3 separate regions of the Mus musculus genome follow, and all the other regions are linked to region 1. A link is a contact called in public promoter capture Hi-C data. All regions are on one chromosome and are shown on one strand. Each heading gives the region's core, a stretch centred on a gene start, on an enhancer-like site or on the middle of the called end of the contact. The rest is flanking DNA. Distances are from core to core; before and after follow the strand shown. Region 1 holds the start of Mmp24 (matrix metallopeptidase 24). Region 2 overlaps Pigu (phosphatidylinositol glycan anchor biosynthesis, class U). Region 3 holds the start of Spag4 (sperm associated antigen 4).

The links. Promoter capture Hi-C pulls out the DNA fragments that hold promoters and counts their contacts.
Region 2: a promoter capture Hi-C map of liver shows a contact between it and region 1, with 2.1 times the contacts expected there. The contact joins the enhancer-like site here to the promoter of Mmp24 in region 1. A contact is called at or near these places in 3 of 39 promoter capture datasets (hematopoietic stem and progenitor cells and liver).
Region 3: a promoter capture Hi-C map of liver shows a contact between it and region 1, with 3 times the contacts expected there. The contact joins the promoter of Spag4 here to the promoter of Mmp24 in region 1. A contact is called at or near these places in 4 of 39 promoter capture datasets (fetal liver, hippocampal neurons and liver), 1 of 484 Hi-C or Micro-C datasets (embryonic stem cells) and 1 of 9 other capture datasets (liver).

What each region holds. Positions count from the first base shown.
Region 1 is chr2:155,773,169-155,778,282 of GRCm38.p6, reverse strand. It overlaps Mmp24 (matrix metallopeptidase 24), which reads right to left and starts at 2,941. Exons shown (of 9, transcript NM_010808.4): 1 at 2,646-2,941. The coding sequence starts at 2,810.
Region 2 is chr2:155,306,655-155,311,768 of GRCm38.p6, reverse strand. All of the region lies in intron 7 of Pigu (phosphatidylinositol glycan anchor biosynthesis, class U), which reads left to right. Among named protein-coding and RNA genes, the nearest start is that of Map1lc3a, 33 kb to the right of the region's middle. Within about 2 kb of position 2,643, at least 122 of the 459 cell types and tissues checked have an H3K27ac peak or open chromatin away from gene starts, as enhancers often do. A contact at or near this core is called in liver, where this site is marked.
Region 3 is chr2:156,062,813-156,067,926 of GRCm38.p6, reverse strand. Spag4 (sperm associated antigen 4) reads right to left here and starts at 2,714. Exons shown (of 12, transcript NM_139151.4): 1 at 2,256-2,714; 2 at 1,689-1,793; 3 at 1,294-1,360; 4 at 1,061-1,122; 5 at 795-838; 6 at 590-615; 7 at 364-472; 8 at 105-180. The coding sequence starts at 2,565. Gm39970 (a long non-coding RNA gene) reads left to right here and starts at 3,313. Exons shown (of 3, transcript XR_866890.1): 1 at 3,313-3,922.

The DNA.
Region 1 (5,114 bases), core at 1,692-4,191:
CCTGAGAGGAGTAAGCAATGCTGGGAGATGGGAGGGGGTTTCCCAGAGAGAGAGGCAAGTGTGATCAAGAGCCCTAAGGAGAGGTTTCTGATGAATGGGCGGAGGTGCAGCAGTGAACAACACAGGACCATGCCCGGGGAACCCTGGCAGCCTGTCTTAGGGTAAATGAGAGGCATACTTGTCTGGGGTCGAGATGCATTATCTATGAACAGTGGGAGATACGGCCTGCTAATGGGGAGATAGGGAGGGGTCAGACTCCAGGGACCTCAAGCCAGAAAGAGGAGAAAGCAACATTATCTGTAGGCTGAAAAGCAATGGTAAGGTCCCAGCAGTCTCACCCATCAGTGTTCAGTAAGGGATAATTAGATGTAAATTACCTCAATAATTTCTAGGAGTTTTGGCTAGCATATTAGATATTTTAAATGGACTGGGATGGCCATGCTTCCACCAAGACCTGAGAATGCACTTAGGGATAGGGAAGAGCAGATGGGAACAGCCAGTCGTCCCTTCTCTGAACGGAAAGGGTAAGGAGTCCAAGAGGCCCCTAGAGACCATGCCGGGACACGTCTGACTTAATTTTTTATAAGTGATCCAGAAAAAGTAGAGCAAAGAGAAAATTTCCAGGCTCCAGCTCATATTAAACCCTCTCAGGTAAGGAAATGCTATGCCAAATGGGGGGAGGGCTGGGAGAAGGGGGACGAAAAGACGTCAGTGGGACACCAATGTGGAGAAACGTAAGTCAGTGCAGATAACAGTACTCCACACACAAGGTGTTGTGTTCCAGGCTATCGGGTTTGACCTGTGAAAGGGATCAGGGTGCTCTGTGGATTGTTTCCCAAAGGCAGTGGCCAAACGAGCACTGCTCAGAAGATCTAAGGATGGGATGAATAGTAGCAGGACAGGACCTGAGAAGAAAAGAAGGTATCCTTTCTCTACAAAAGAAAGAACTCCACACCTGGAGACAGAGGTCAGGTGACTGTTCCGGGAGGTGGCCCTTCATGATGGGAAAGCTTAGGCTGGGAATGGAGAAGGGTGGGAGAGGTGGGATAATGGAAGCCTGTAAGGTTGGTATGGACAAGTGCTGTGTAAACATAACCTTCCCTTCAAATCCTGACACATCTAAGCAAACTGTATTCTCCTAATGTGCAAAATACCACAGACATAAAAAGGTCTCCAAATTGAGCTCATTCAGCTCCATCTTCAGAGATGGTGAGAGATCAAAGTCACAAAGCCGCCAGGGGTAAGATCAGGTGAGAGCCCACACATACTAAACCCCAGGGCAGACCCTTCTGCTTCACCCTGCACACACTCAGGAAGTCTGGAAGAATCCTGCTTTTGCTACGGTGAAAAGCCATGAACCACGTCACTTTGATAGAGCTAAAAGCACAAACTAGAGAAAGTTTTCATTGAAAGTCAGCTAATGATTATAAACCCTGAAGAGGCAGACTATTAGCTCGGCAAAGGATTCTTTCACACATCCTAAATTTTCTTTAAACATGTCATCTTTGGAGAGGCTGAGGAAATCGGGAGCTTCCCTTCTAGAAAAACACACATTTTTCACATATAAACACAAATTAGCAGAAAATTTCAGAGAATTTATGATCCCTTGAGTCCCTTGCCCAGTTAAAAACTGCTGTTCTGGCAGATTCTTCTAAACAGCCTGTCTACTTAACAAACACACTTCTCTCGGGATAATTCAGGCAATCACCAATTTCCTCCAGCAACGTTAACACTGGTTCAACATTATTTTTTTTTTTTTTTTTTAGAATTGCAGGCTTCTAGGCTGGGAGACAGCAACAAAATTAGTACAACTGTCCCGGACCTTATACGACATAATGTCCTGGCTTAAACATGAAACAGACTAGAGTCAAACCACTAGCTCTGTGACCTTGAGCGAATTGCTTAAGCTCTCAGGGTCTCTATCCTCATCTGTAAAATGGGGACAGGTGCTACAACAAGCTCACAGGATACATGCTGGGGTTAAATAAGCTAATTCCTATCAAACATAGCGCCAAGTCTGGCCCATAGTGCACGGTTGTTATTATGCATGTATCCATGCAGGCATTATGCATGCATCCATCCAATCCCCTCTTGGAGCTCCTACTTGCACATGCCAGTGATGAGCAGCTCACCGCCTCCTGGGCTGGCTGAGCACCTCCAATTGTTAAAAACTTCCTGCCTTGGGCCGAAATGTGCCTTCTTGTAATCCCCCACCCCCCACGGTCCGTTGGCCTCAGCTCTGCCCGGTGGGGCCACGCTGATCTCGCCTATCCCGACGGCCCTTCAGCTACCAAGACCGCGATCCGGTCCTTCCTCGCCCTCTTCCCTCCCCCTTCTCCAGCTCCAACATCCTCGGCTTCTCCTCCAGCCCACAACACACTGGCTGCGCTTACTATTTACTCCGAGGCGTACGGTTTCCCTCACACACAGCCTTGCAGGCCACACGCCCCACCGTCACCGCGGCCACCTCGACCCTCCGCTCCGCCCCCGCCCGCTGCCTCTGTCCGCGGTGCTGAACGGAGCCCGGCCCGCGGGCCCCGCCCGGCCCTCGCGCTGACCCGGCGCCAGGCACCCCGAACCAGGCCCGGTCGGTGCCGCCCCCTGCCCAGCCCCGGCCCCGGCCTCGACCCCGCGCGCCTGCCCACCTGCCCAGCGAAGGGCGCGTCCGCCCCGGCCGGCTTCCCGGCCCCCGCCGCCGCCGCGAGGCAGCAGAGCGCGGGCAGCAGCGGCAGCAGCCGCCCCGGGGCCCGCCAGCCGCTCCAGCGCGAGGCCTGGCCCGGCGCAGCGCGGCCGCCCCGGCTCCTCGGCATCCCGGCGGCGGGGGCCCGGCCGCCCGGCTGCGATGGCGGCGGCGGCGGCGGCGGCTCCGGCCGGGTCCTCCCGCTGCAGCCGCTGCGGAGCCGCCGAGTCACGGCGCCGCGGACGCGCGCCTGGCCCGCCTGCCGCCGCCGCCTCGGCCGCCGCGCGCCCCCGCCTCCGCGCGCCCCGCCCCGGCGAGGGGCGGCCGGGGGCGCGGGGGCAGCGCCCGAACGGGACCTGCGGGAGGCGGCAGCGGCGGGGCTGCGGGAGGCGCTCGCTCCAGGCCCCGGGTGCAAAGAGGGCAACCCTGAGGGAGGGTGAAGAGGCCAGATAAATAATTCTGGCCCTAGGGCGGCTGGCCGGGCCCCGGGTCTGTAACCCCAGGCTAGCCCTGGGGGAGAAGGGCTGAGGCTTAACACTGGAGAAAAGGGGTCTGGGGAGACCGCCGGGTTTGGAAGAAAACGAGCTCAAAAATGCTTGACATCGGAGAAAGGGTTTCGGGGGCTTAAGAGGGGTGGTGCTGAGAACCAAGAAGAGCAAACCTGGGCAGTGCTTCACTGGGGTCGGGAGACCCCTCTGGGAAGTTCGCTCCTTTACCCCTCAGAGGGAGAGGGATCACCCACCCCCTGAATGTCCCACATTTGTGGAACACCTTCTATGGAACACCAGCAGTGCCCTGGGCTTCTGGGGCTACTAAAGTGAAAAGGGAGGCTCCTGGGCCAAGGTGTAGAAGGTTACACCTAGTGAGAAACCGTAAGCACTGAGACAAACAGGATACCAAGTATCAGAAAGGATTCCAGGGGTCCCGGCTTAGGGAGGCCGGAGGTAGGTATGTAGGAGACAGTGGGGCTCTACCAATGCTCTGGAGGAAAGGCTGGAATTAAACAAGGGGGAGGGTCGGGGCAGTGTGTGTGTGTGTGTGTGGTGTCTGTGGGTCCCTATGGGGTGACTACAGAGATCTACAGAGATAATGTGTACGTTGTGGTTGTTTGGTAGTTTGGAGGTGTGGAACAGGGACATACACAGACCTGTGTGCAAGCACTGGCTCATCTCCGTTTTATAAAATGTTGCCCTCACTACTCCTGTGTACCGTCGTGCCTCAGAATTTAATAAGTGTTCCGTGTTAGTCCTCTCCCAAGGCAGAGCATGATGAGAGCCTCCATAAAAGGACACACAGATCCCAACACCAGCTACTAGTTATTGAATGCCTACTACATCCCAGGCATCGGGCTAAGCCCGTCACTGAATTATTCCTCCCGAAGTCCTGTGAGAAGCTCCGTGAAAACAGGTTGTTATCGTAAACCACTTTAGGATAAAGAGGAGGCTCTGGATAAGTTTGCCAAACATACATGATTCATAAGGGTGCAGCTGGAGTGCTCTGGCCTCAAAGCACATCTTGTCTGCTAGGATGGTAAAGGATGAGGTGACAAAGGACATGAAAGGAGGTGATGGGCAGTGCAGAAGGTGGACTATGGCATTTTCACAGATCTGGAGTCCTCCTGGCGAGGACTAGCCTGGGGGAGGTGGCAAGGAGCTAGGAGTTAGACCTCTGGAAACTGGGAGCTACTGCACGGTCTTAGAGATGGGTGGGCACAGGGATGAGTAGAGAAGAAAAGATAAAGTGTGGCAGGCGCCCAAAGAGCAGAGTAGGAAAAGAGCAAAGGGCCAAGGGCCCCATCTGGACACAGCCAAAGGAAGAGCCTAGCGAAGCAGACAAAAGACTGAATGAAGCAGGGCTGGTTGGGCTGGAGGGATGGCTCTGTGGATAAAGAGTTTTCCATACAAGCTTGAGTCCTGAGTTCAGATCCATCCTAAAAGTCAGTGGTGTGTCTGTGATCTGAGCACTGGTGGTGTGGGGAGACAGAGAAAGATCCCAGGGTCCCATAGGTCACTCAGTCTAGCTAAAATGGTGAGCGCTACAAGGGACCCTGTCTCAAAAGAGTATATGAATAAAATGGAGACTGGGGGTGACAGGTTGATGTTGTCCTCTGACAGCCAAGGTACCCACATGAGCAAGTGCAGCTTCCCCCCCAACCCCCACATACACACTACACACTGGCAGATAGCACTGACCAATTTTCAATCTGGGGAGGAGATGGAGATAAAACAAGTTTATGTAAGTTATGGCCAAGATGAAACCAGAGCATTGCAGAAACGCTGAAGAAAGATAATGAATTGTCTGTTTGGGGAAGGTTGTGTGTGTGTGTGTGGGGGGGGGGGTTGCATTCCGAGAGACAAGGAATGGAGCCGACTGAGCCTTCTCCTGTGTTTAAGACCAAACATCCAGGAACTGCTACCGATGATCCAGAACTAAG
Region 2 (5,114 bases), core at 1,394-3,893, 470 kb after region 1:
CTAGACATTTTAGGGATGCTGGGGGATTTGAACTCAAAACCTCAAGCTTGTACAACAAGCACTTTACACACTGAGCTAACTCTTGAGCCCATTTATTTTCTTCCTCCCCTTCTTCCTTCACCCTTCATCCTTTCTTCCTTCTTTCCGCCCCTTTTGCTTCATCTTCCCAAATGCTGGGATTACACATGTGTGCCACCATAGCAGCTGGGTTTTCCTTCATCTTTTATATGCATATCCTTTAGGAAATCTGACCTGAGGCCAGCAAGATGGCTCATGTGGGAAAGGTGTTTGCCTCCAAGCTTAGTGACCAGAGTTATATCCCTGGAATCCAAATGGGAAAGGAGAACCAAGTCCTACAAGTTGTCCTCTGACACTGTAGCACATGTATATACAAATACATGGATACAAATATTAATAAACAAGTGTATTTTTTTAATTATGTATTTTCTTATTTTACATTTCAAATGCTATCCCAAAAGTCCCCCATACCCTCACTCCCACCCCCGTACCCACCCACTCCCACTTCTTGGCCCTGGTGTTCCCCTGTACTGGGGCATATAAAGTTTGCAAGACCAAGGGGCCTCTCTTCCCAGTGATGGCTGACTAGGCCATCTTCTGTTACATATGCAGCTAGAGACACAAGCTCTGGGGGTACTGGTTAGTTCATATTGTTGTTCCACCAATAGGGTTGCAGATTCCCCCCCACCCCCCAGCTCCTTGAGTACTTTCTCTAGCTCCTCCATTGGGGGCCCTGTGTTCCATCCAATAGGTGACTGTGAGCATCCACTTCTGTGTTTGTCAGGCACTGGCATAGCCTTACAAGAGACAGCTATATCAGGGTCCTTTCAGCAGAATCTTGCTGGCATATGCAATGGTGTCTGAACAAATATATTTTTAACGGAGCCTGAATATAGCAAGGTTTAAAATTTAAACAAGGTATAAAATGAAAAATAAAACTAAATAGATGATAAGTAGATAATAGTTACTACATAGATAATAGATAAAAATAGATAATAGATACCATATAGATAAGAGATAATAAATAAATAGATACTGTATAGATAACAGATGAAAATAGATAGTGGGGCGGTGGTGGCTCACGCCTTTAACCCTGGCACTTGGGAAGCAGAGGCAGGTGGATTTCTGAGTTCGAGGCCAGCTTGGTCTACAGAGTGAGTTCCAGGACACCCCGGGTTATACAGAGAAACCCTGTTTCGCACCACCCCCCAAAAAAGAGAAAGAAAGAAAGAAAGAAAGAAAGAAAGAAAGAAAGAAAGAGAGAGAGAGAGAGAGAGAGAGAGAGAGAGAGAGAGAGAGAGAGAGAGAGAGAGAGGGAGGGAGGGAGAGAAAGAAAATAGGTAATAGATACTATATAGATAATAGATGAAAATAGGTAATAGATACTATATAGATAATAGATGAAAATAGGTAATAGATACTATGTAGATACTAAGTGATAAAGGAGTGATGGTTGTATCATGTCAACCTTTCTTCTGTACTTGAGATTTCTCAGAACAAGACAAAGGGACTAGGAGACAGTTTCTGACATCTTGGTTCAGACATCCTTGGTCTAGCTTTCTTCTTTAGTTTCCTTAGTTATAAAATAGGATAATGGGCCAGCAAGATGGATCAGCCCATAAAGCAGTTGCCACATAAGCCTGACAACCTGGGTCAGATCCCCTGAGCCCACAGTGGAAGAAGATTCCTCATTTCCCAAAGTGGTCTCCTGACTTCCACACCCACACCAAGGCATGAGCGTACCATGCTTCTGGATCATGCACATACACAGACACATACACAAACACACATATATACAATGATAATAATAATATAGTAATTATAAATAAAGCTTTGAAATGTAAAGTGGGATAATGGCACCTGTTGAAACGGTTAATACATGTTGGGTACGTAGAATATAGTATAATGGGAGCTTGGTAGTATAGTTACTTGGTATCACATGACAACAACGTGGTCATGGAACAAACGGTTACCAGCTTGTAAATATGTGGAGCAATGTAGGGAAAGAAAACTACTTCTCTTCTAGAAGCAAAGGAGCTCTATAAAGTTAGTGTGCTTCCTCTTTTGACAACTTAAATCTGCCTTGATTTTGCTGGTAGCTTCTAGAGACTGCAAAATGTAGCTAGTGGATAAGCTCGTGTCTCGTCAGAACCAGAGGCAAAGGCTGTTTTTCTGTTCCCTCAGGAGACACAGGGTCAGAAGCAGGGATGCTGCATCTGGCTCCCTGGTGAGTCACTGATGAAAATGATAGTTTGAGCCCATCTGGTCCCTTCCCCCAGCCCTGCTCTTCCTTTGACCTTGGCTTGGAGCCTAGTTTCCAAATTAGAGAGACGCTTACAGTGTATGATCTGATAGCACGCAGAATAAAACAGAGAGCCCTGGTATGCTCTCAGCACTGGAATCCACAGTGAAAAACAAGCTTAGTGCACAAGACTGAGAACCTGGGTTGAGCCCCTCATAGTGATACACATTTGTAACTCCAGCCCGCAGGTGACTGAAGCAGGGGGATTGTCCTAAGTTTGGGGCCAGCCTGATTACATAAAGGGGTCCAGGCTAGCATGGGCAACATAGCAATCAAAGCAAAACAAAACAAAGAAGTGGGGGAGGGGAGAAAAGGCTTGAGGCTGTGATGTTGGTGAGGGACACTAGGGGTCAGGCTAAAGGAGTTCCTGGTACCATCCAGGAAGGTTTTTTCTTCCCTCCTCCATTTTGCTTGGAATTCTCTCTCTGTCTGATCTCTCTGTCTGTCTCTGTCTCTGTCTCTCTCTCTCTCTGAGATTAAAATTTCCTACATAGGGGCTGAAGAGATGACTCCATGGCTGTTAGCCCTGGCTGTTCTTTCAGAGAACCCACGTTCAATTCCCAGCATCCACGTGGCAACTCACAACTGTCTGTGATCCAACACCCTCACACAGACAGACATGCAGGCAAAACACCAGTGCACAGGAAATAAAAATAAATCTTTTAAAATTAGGAAAAAAAATCTCCTACATGTCCTTTTGGACCTCGGAGAATCTTACAAATATGGAACACTTCATGAGTTTGCGTGTCATCCTGTGTAACATGCATGCACATCATTCCAGTTTAAAATATGTGCTGCCAAAGTGAGCATTTTGCTTGTAATTCTTTTTTTTTTTTTTAAAGATTTATTTATTTCATGTATGTGAGTGTATTGCTGTCTTCAGACACACCAGAAAGGGCATTGGATCCCATTACAGATGGTTGTGAGCCACCATGTAGTTGGCTGGGAATTGAACTCAGAACCTGTAGAGGAGCAGTCGGTGCTCTTAACTGCTGAGCCATCTCTCCAGCCCCACTTGGAATTCTTACAGCCTTGGATCCCCATGAGTGCTTTGAGACCCAGTTCTCTGTCAATGGCAACAACAGACACCAGGCTCTTTTGTAGGCACTCTTTTGATTCTGTTTTTTTTTTTTTTTTTTAAATACAATCTGACCTCTTGTCTTTGAATTGAAGAACTTAAGCCTATGGTTTCCATACTTTTCTGTGTCTGAGGTCATTCGTGATGCCTCACAAGGGGGTCAGTCCCATCAGGTTTTTCTTGACAATTTGCAATTGCATCTTCCCAGGCCTTCTTTAAGAGAGGCCCTTATTTAGAGGTTTTATATCCTGCTCCAATTCCCCAGCATTTTCTCTTTGCTTCCTGTACGGCTCCGGGCTGAGGTGGCAGGTGTGTTAGCTTTTTCCTTTTTCTAAATAGGCAAAATACAGGGCAAATCAAAGCACTGAACTTCTGGTCCGTCTGCCTCACTCACTAGTCAGCTACTCTAACCCTTCATTATGTTCCAGGCTAGTGAGAGACCCTGTCTGAAAAGAAAGAAAGAGAGAGAGAGAGAGAGAGAGAGAGAGAGAGAGAGATGAGCTACTGCTCTGTTAGATAAGGGGTAACACTATGTGCACCCATATGTGCACACACACAAAGGCACACATATATACACTCAAGTAATGGGGAGTGCAAATTTAAGATGAATTTTTAAAAACATAACCTTTTTCATGTAAATATGTGTATGTGTTTACATGTGTGGGAGACAAGTGTGTGTGCAGATACACATGAACATGTATGTGTCTGCCTATAGATGCCAGAGGATGATATTGACTGATTTCGTTGATCACTCTCTACCATGTATATTGGGGTAGGCAGGATATCTCACTTGAACCCATAATCCCCAATTTGGCTAATCTACTAGGCAGCTTGAGTCTCATAACTGGCTTTTCCCCTTTTCATATCATGGAAGAAAATGGTTTCTATGGAGATGTTTTAGAGCACTGAGGCGAGGGACTTGAATTAAATAAAGCCCAGTGATGGAGCACTAGCACAGGTCAGTGTCTAGCCCTGAAAAACCCTCTCCCTTCTGTAACAAGGTTTGGATTCTGTCCCGAGAAACTCTCAACAAGCAATTTGAGAATAATTGTCCCTAAATGTTTATATATATGTTAGTAATAGTATACCTCTGGGATATTGGGTGTACATATCCATGAACCTTCAAATAGGGCCACATTTATTTTGTTTGTTTTTGTTTTGAGACAGGGTCTGTCACTGGCTGAGAACTCAGCAAATAGGCTATGCTGTTTAGCCAATGCATCCATGAAATCCCCCTGTGTCTACCTCCCCAGGGCTGGGATTGCAAGCACACAGCACCACACCCAGCAGTGATTTGCATAAGTTTTGGGAATCAAACGCAGGTCCTTATATTTGCATGGCAAGCCCTTTGCTGATATGAATTATCCCATCAGCCTTTCTGGCTTCTTTTGAAGAATTTAAAGCTCCGTCTTCTTCACATAGAACATCTCCTCTTAACCTTACCACAGTCCCCATGCTTCATCGCTGTCGTGCTTGTTGCCTGTTCTGCCCGCAGGCATTGATACCTGTTTTTGTTTGTGTCTATGCATCCTATGCTCGCTAAAAGGTGTAGTAGAATCAATCTACTACATCCTTAGTGCCCATGCTGTGATCTAGAGACACCATTCACCCTTAAATGAGTTTCTTAGAGAAAGGGTGATTGCAGTACAGGGTGATCATAGAATGTTGTGACACCAGATAACAAGTCACCAGCCGCTACTAAATTCACCCCAAAAG
Region 3 (5,114 bases), core at 1,465-3,964, 290 kb before region 1:
CACAAGTCAATTTCAGGGGCTCCTACTGGGACTTCTCAACAGCGCGGTAGAATGGCTGTCTAGGACCGTCACTCCAGCTCTTTCCACATCTCTCTGTGTCTTACCCACAGAGCTCAGTGCATAGTCAGGTTTGCGCACGAAGTCTTCATTCAGCCTCTGGAACACGAGCTTGGCCACTCTCTAGAAAGGCAGAGGGTGACCCAGGAGGACTGTGAACTAGCTTATAGGCAGGCCTGCTTCTCAGTAACTCGATGCTCTGAGGTAGGAACTTAAGGGCCTTGAGAAAGATTCCCCACACTGGGACCCAGTCTTCCAAGTGAACACAGCTAGACCCCTGAGCCTCCCAGCTGGGCCATAGCCCACCTCACTGTGGGCTGCACGAACGCTGGACACCTCCTTGTGGAGTTTATTCAGTTCTGCCTGGAGCTGCTGCAGTTGCTGGCCCTGGGAATGCACGCGGTGGTGGTATTGGCTGTAGTTGGGAGGTGGGTACCATGCAGTTAGCTACCTGTCCCTGTGCATTCCTCTCAGAAAGCACCCACAGAGGCATTGCCAGTGTTGCCCAGGCCTGCCCCAGCTGCCCTTTCACCTTAGAGTCAGCATCTCCGTAGGTTCCTGTGGAGGAAGGGACCAGTAAGCACCCTTCTCTGTCAACATTGCCCTACCATTCTTGGTTGGCCCATGGGGATTTATACTCAGTGCTTCCTACACTGCCCCCATCCCAACAGCCCAGGGATGCCCCCCACATACACACAACCTCACCCCACCTGGAGACATAGGTCTCCCCAACTCACGTTCTCCAAAGGAGGGATCAGGTACAGGAGCCCCCACCAGAGTGCTGGAGGAAGAAAAAGAGGAAAGGTGTCCTCTGATGTAAGAGGACAAGGAAGAAAGCAAGGAGTTGGGGTGAAACCTAGGGCTGCCGGAGCACACTCGGGAGACCAAGATGGGGGGGGTCACTAGAATGGGCTGAAGGCCACCAAGACGGAGTTCGGGGGGGGGGGGCTGGACTTGGCCCCAAACCTGCAGAGCTGGGTCCCAGGGAATCGATGCTCCTCACCTGCCAGAAAGATGCTCAGGAGCGACACAGCAGTGAACAGGAAGCGGATGGAGCAGATTTCCCTAAAGAACAGGAGTGGAAGCTGCTGCCTAGAGGCCCTGAACCACTCAAGCCTCGACCGTGGGGGTCCTAGACCCGCCCAGTTTCTGGGAACTCAAGCAGATCTGGATCTGCTCTAGCCTGGGTGGGGCCAGCCCTGCTGCCCTTCCCTGAGCCCTGCCGTTCCCTCTGACCTGCACACACAGACCAGCCCATCGACTGCCAGGGATAACACCATGCTCAGCACCTGAAAGAGGAGGCCTAGGGACGGAGACCGGAGAAGCAGCTCAGAGAGGGTGATCCATGAAGGTGAGGTAGTGCAGGTTCAGAAGGGCTCAAGAGAAGCCGGGGTGGGGACTGGGGTGGTGCGGAGGACAAGAGTCTGGGGCTCAGGAGGCAAGGGTCGTTTGGGGAAATGAGCTGAGGCTGGACACTAGGGCACAGGCTCGAGGAGGAGAACTGGGAACAGGGGCGGGGGTCCGAGAGCAGAGGTCAAAGGGCATCTGGGCTGGTTTCTCTGACTCAGACTCAGCAGAAATGGGGTTCTGAGTGCCAAGGTCAGAGGGGATGGGGCTGGCCTGGCTCGTACTCAGGAAGCTCTTGGACACCCTCGGGGTAGGCATCTCCTGCCTCAGATCCAGGATCGGGAGAAGGTTGAGTTGTTCCTCCAAAACTACAGAAGATCCAGACGGTTCTGCAAGAGCCCAGGGCACCATTGAGGTTTTGTGCACCACAGGCCCGCTCTTCCCCTCGGGGCCCGGGCGCAGGCTCCTGACCCTAGTGCCAAACAGCTGGGCAGCCTCTCAAACAGGCTTTTAGTCCAGGCCTTTGCCCCAGGTCACACTCCCTGCACACGCCCAGACCCGGAGCTGGAGAGTCTCAATCAGTGGAAACCGCCCCCCAGTCTGAGTCCCCGTGCGGCCGGACTAGGGTCACACTCACGCCGGCCCTGCGGCACCTCCTCAGCCATGCCCAGGCACAGGATTTCCTCCGCCCCCTCCCGGGACCGGCCATGGCACCGAGCTCGCCCCCGAGGGACACGTGTCGAGCACGTCCCCTCGTGAGCCAGGTCGGGGCTTCTGCACCCAGGTCCGCGCCGGGCCCCGCCCCCGAGCCCGCCCCGCCCTCTCGCCCCCGGGTTCGACCCCGCCCGCACCCGAGGCCCCGCCCCTCACGGTTGCCGCGCCACAGGCGGTCTGCCCATTGTGGCTCCGAGGCGCCAGCTTCGGCCGAGAGCTTCCTGCCCATGTGTCTCCTCCGGGCATTCCTGGGCTTAAGGCGGGCTCACCACAGCTCGAGCCCCGGGCCCTTCTGCCCTCGGGCTCCCCGAGCTCCGGCCCAGCGGACCGGCGCCCATTGCTGTCCCCCGAAGTCGCGCTGTGGGAACTATTGCTGTTCTCGCTGTAGAAGTTGGGTGTGTGATTATGAGAGGATGCGGCCGAGCCTGAGCGGGGGCTCCGCCGCATCCTGACCTGGGCTACCCCTCTGGGAAGCCGAAGTCGCCGCAGCCAAAGCCCTCGGCCCTTCCTCAGCTGCCTCGCGCCGCAGGGTAGCACCCTGCGTGAGCCCCGCGGCGGCTCGGCCGACCCTCCCGCTGCTGTGCTGTTGTCACCGTCACAGAGGAGCCGCGTCACAGAGCGCCCGTGACGTCACTGGGAGCCAGCAGCCCATCCCCCTTTCCTGATACATTTTTGTTCATGGTTTGGGTGTGTGTGTGTGTGTGTGTGTGTCCATCCAGAAGTTGATCTCTGCTGCTGTCTTCTCCTGCTCCCCACCTTAGCTTTCGAGATAGATTCTCTCTTTCTGAACCTGGGGCTCACTTTTTTGTTTTGTTTTTTCAACTAGGCCCCAGCGGTTCTCAATCTTCCTAATGCTGCGACCTTTAAATACAGTTCCTCATGTTGGGTGACCTCCAACCATAAAATTATTCTCATTGTTATTTCATAACTATATTTTTGTTGGACTGGAAAGGTGGCTCAGCGGTTAAGAGCACTCACTGCTCTTCCAGTGGTCCTGAGTTCAATTCCCAGCAACCACATGGTGGCTCACAACCATCTGTAATGGGATCCGATGCCCTTTTCTGGTGTGTCTGAAGACAGCAACTGTGTACTCATATACATAAAATAAATAAGTCTTTAAAAGAAAACCTGTAATTTTGCTACTGTTATGAATAAACTTTTGGAGATAGAGGTTTGCAAAGGAGGTCCCGACCCACAGTTTGAGAACCATTGAACGAGGGCTGGGACGACTCCATGGTTCCACTTGTCCCTACTCCCACAGAGCTTCAGTGACAGGCAAGTACCACAGCACCCTCTGTTTATGTGGATTCGGGGTTTACAAGCAAGTCCTCATGCTTAGGCAGCAAGCGTGAGGTTTATCCACTGGGCCATCTCAACTCCTCCTCTCTGTTCTGAGTCACGGTCTCTTACAAGTTTGACTAGAGAGCTAACCAACGGGTCCTAGGGATTCTGCTGTTTCTCTCTCTTCAGAGTCGGGATCACAGTCCCCTGAGCTCTGGTCTGTCGCTTTTTACCTACAGTGCTGGGTATCTGCACATGGGTCCCCGGGCTTCCGCACATTTTATTGATTATGACATTGCCCCAATCTCCTATGTAATTTAGACAAGAGGTTTTGCTTTGATTCTTTTGCTAGCCTGGTACTGGATATATAACCCAGGATGGTCCCGAGTCAGGACCATACTCCCGGTACAGTCTCCCAAGCCTGAGACTATGGGCATGTCATCATGTCCATCATGACCAGCTACAATGGCACCTAGATTTTGTTCACTTCTGTATCCTGCAGTACCTAGACGGGTCTAGCCTGGTAAGTGCCCTAGTATTTAGGGAAGCAGTAAATATTAGGAAGGAACAGAGCATCATCCAACACACTAAAACATTTATTATGGCCCCTCCTATTCACTTTTAAAACAGAGTCTCACTATGCAGCCAAAGCCAGTCTGGAGCTCAGATCTGCCTGCCTCCCCCACCTCCCAAGCTCTGAGGTAAAGGCATGTACCACAACTCCCAGCTGAGAGAGAGACAGAGGGACAGAGAGACAGAGAGACAGAGAGAGAAAGAGACAGAGACAGAGACAGACAGAGAGAGAATAAGCTTTAAGCTCGGCAACAAGTGCCTTTACCTGCTGAGCCATCTTGCTATCCTAGAACCACATTTTGAATAACTACATGCTTGTATCTAATTAATGTCTGTACCAGGAACAGCAACAATGTAGTGCAACCTGCAAGATTTACACAGGGAGTCTGTCAGCTCCCGAGGGAAAAGGACTTACTTCTCTGAGATCATGTTGCATCACAGGTTTGAATTTGGGAATCCTGACCCAGCAAGGTGGTAGCACACTTCTTTAATCCTAACACTATGGAGGCCAAAGTAGAAGGATCTCTGAGTTCTGAATTCAAGGCCAGTCTAGTCTCCATAAAGAGTTCCAGGACAGCTAGAGCTATATAAAACCACAATGACAAAAACAGAATTCCAAAATCCTGCACCCACCCGGTGTTTTTCTTCTCACATCACATCTTACTTAGAATGCTAATCAGCTTGGGGAAGTGGCAGTTCTTAGAGGCTGAGGTATAAAGACAGTCTGTTCTGCTAAGCTGTGTTCCAGTCCAGAGGAGGTTCTTGTATTGTACCAGGCTCTAGAGAGGTGACATTACTATGTTTCATTAGATTCCATAGAGCCCCGGAGGCAAGCAAAGCAGGAAGCCCATCTGACCCTGCCCTGGGTCTGTTCGAAAATTCCACTGGATTGCAGTTTCTCTGACAGAGGAAGGTGAAGCCTCCTCAGCATTTAAGTACCTTGTCATTGTCACCTAACCTGGATCTTACTTGAAAAGAGAGCGACCTGGCAGGAGAGATGGCCCAGTGGTTCAGAGCACTGTCCTTGAGGACTGAGTTCAGTTCCCAGCACCCACATGACAGCTCACAGCTGTCTGTAACTCCAGTTGCTGAGGATCTGGCGCCTCTCACAGACATGCAGGCAGAACACCAATGCACATAAA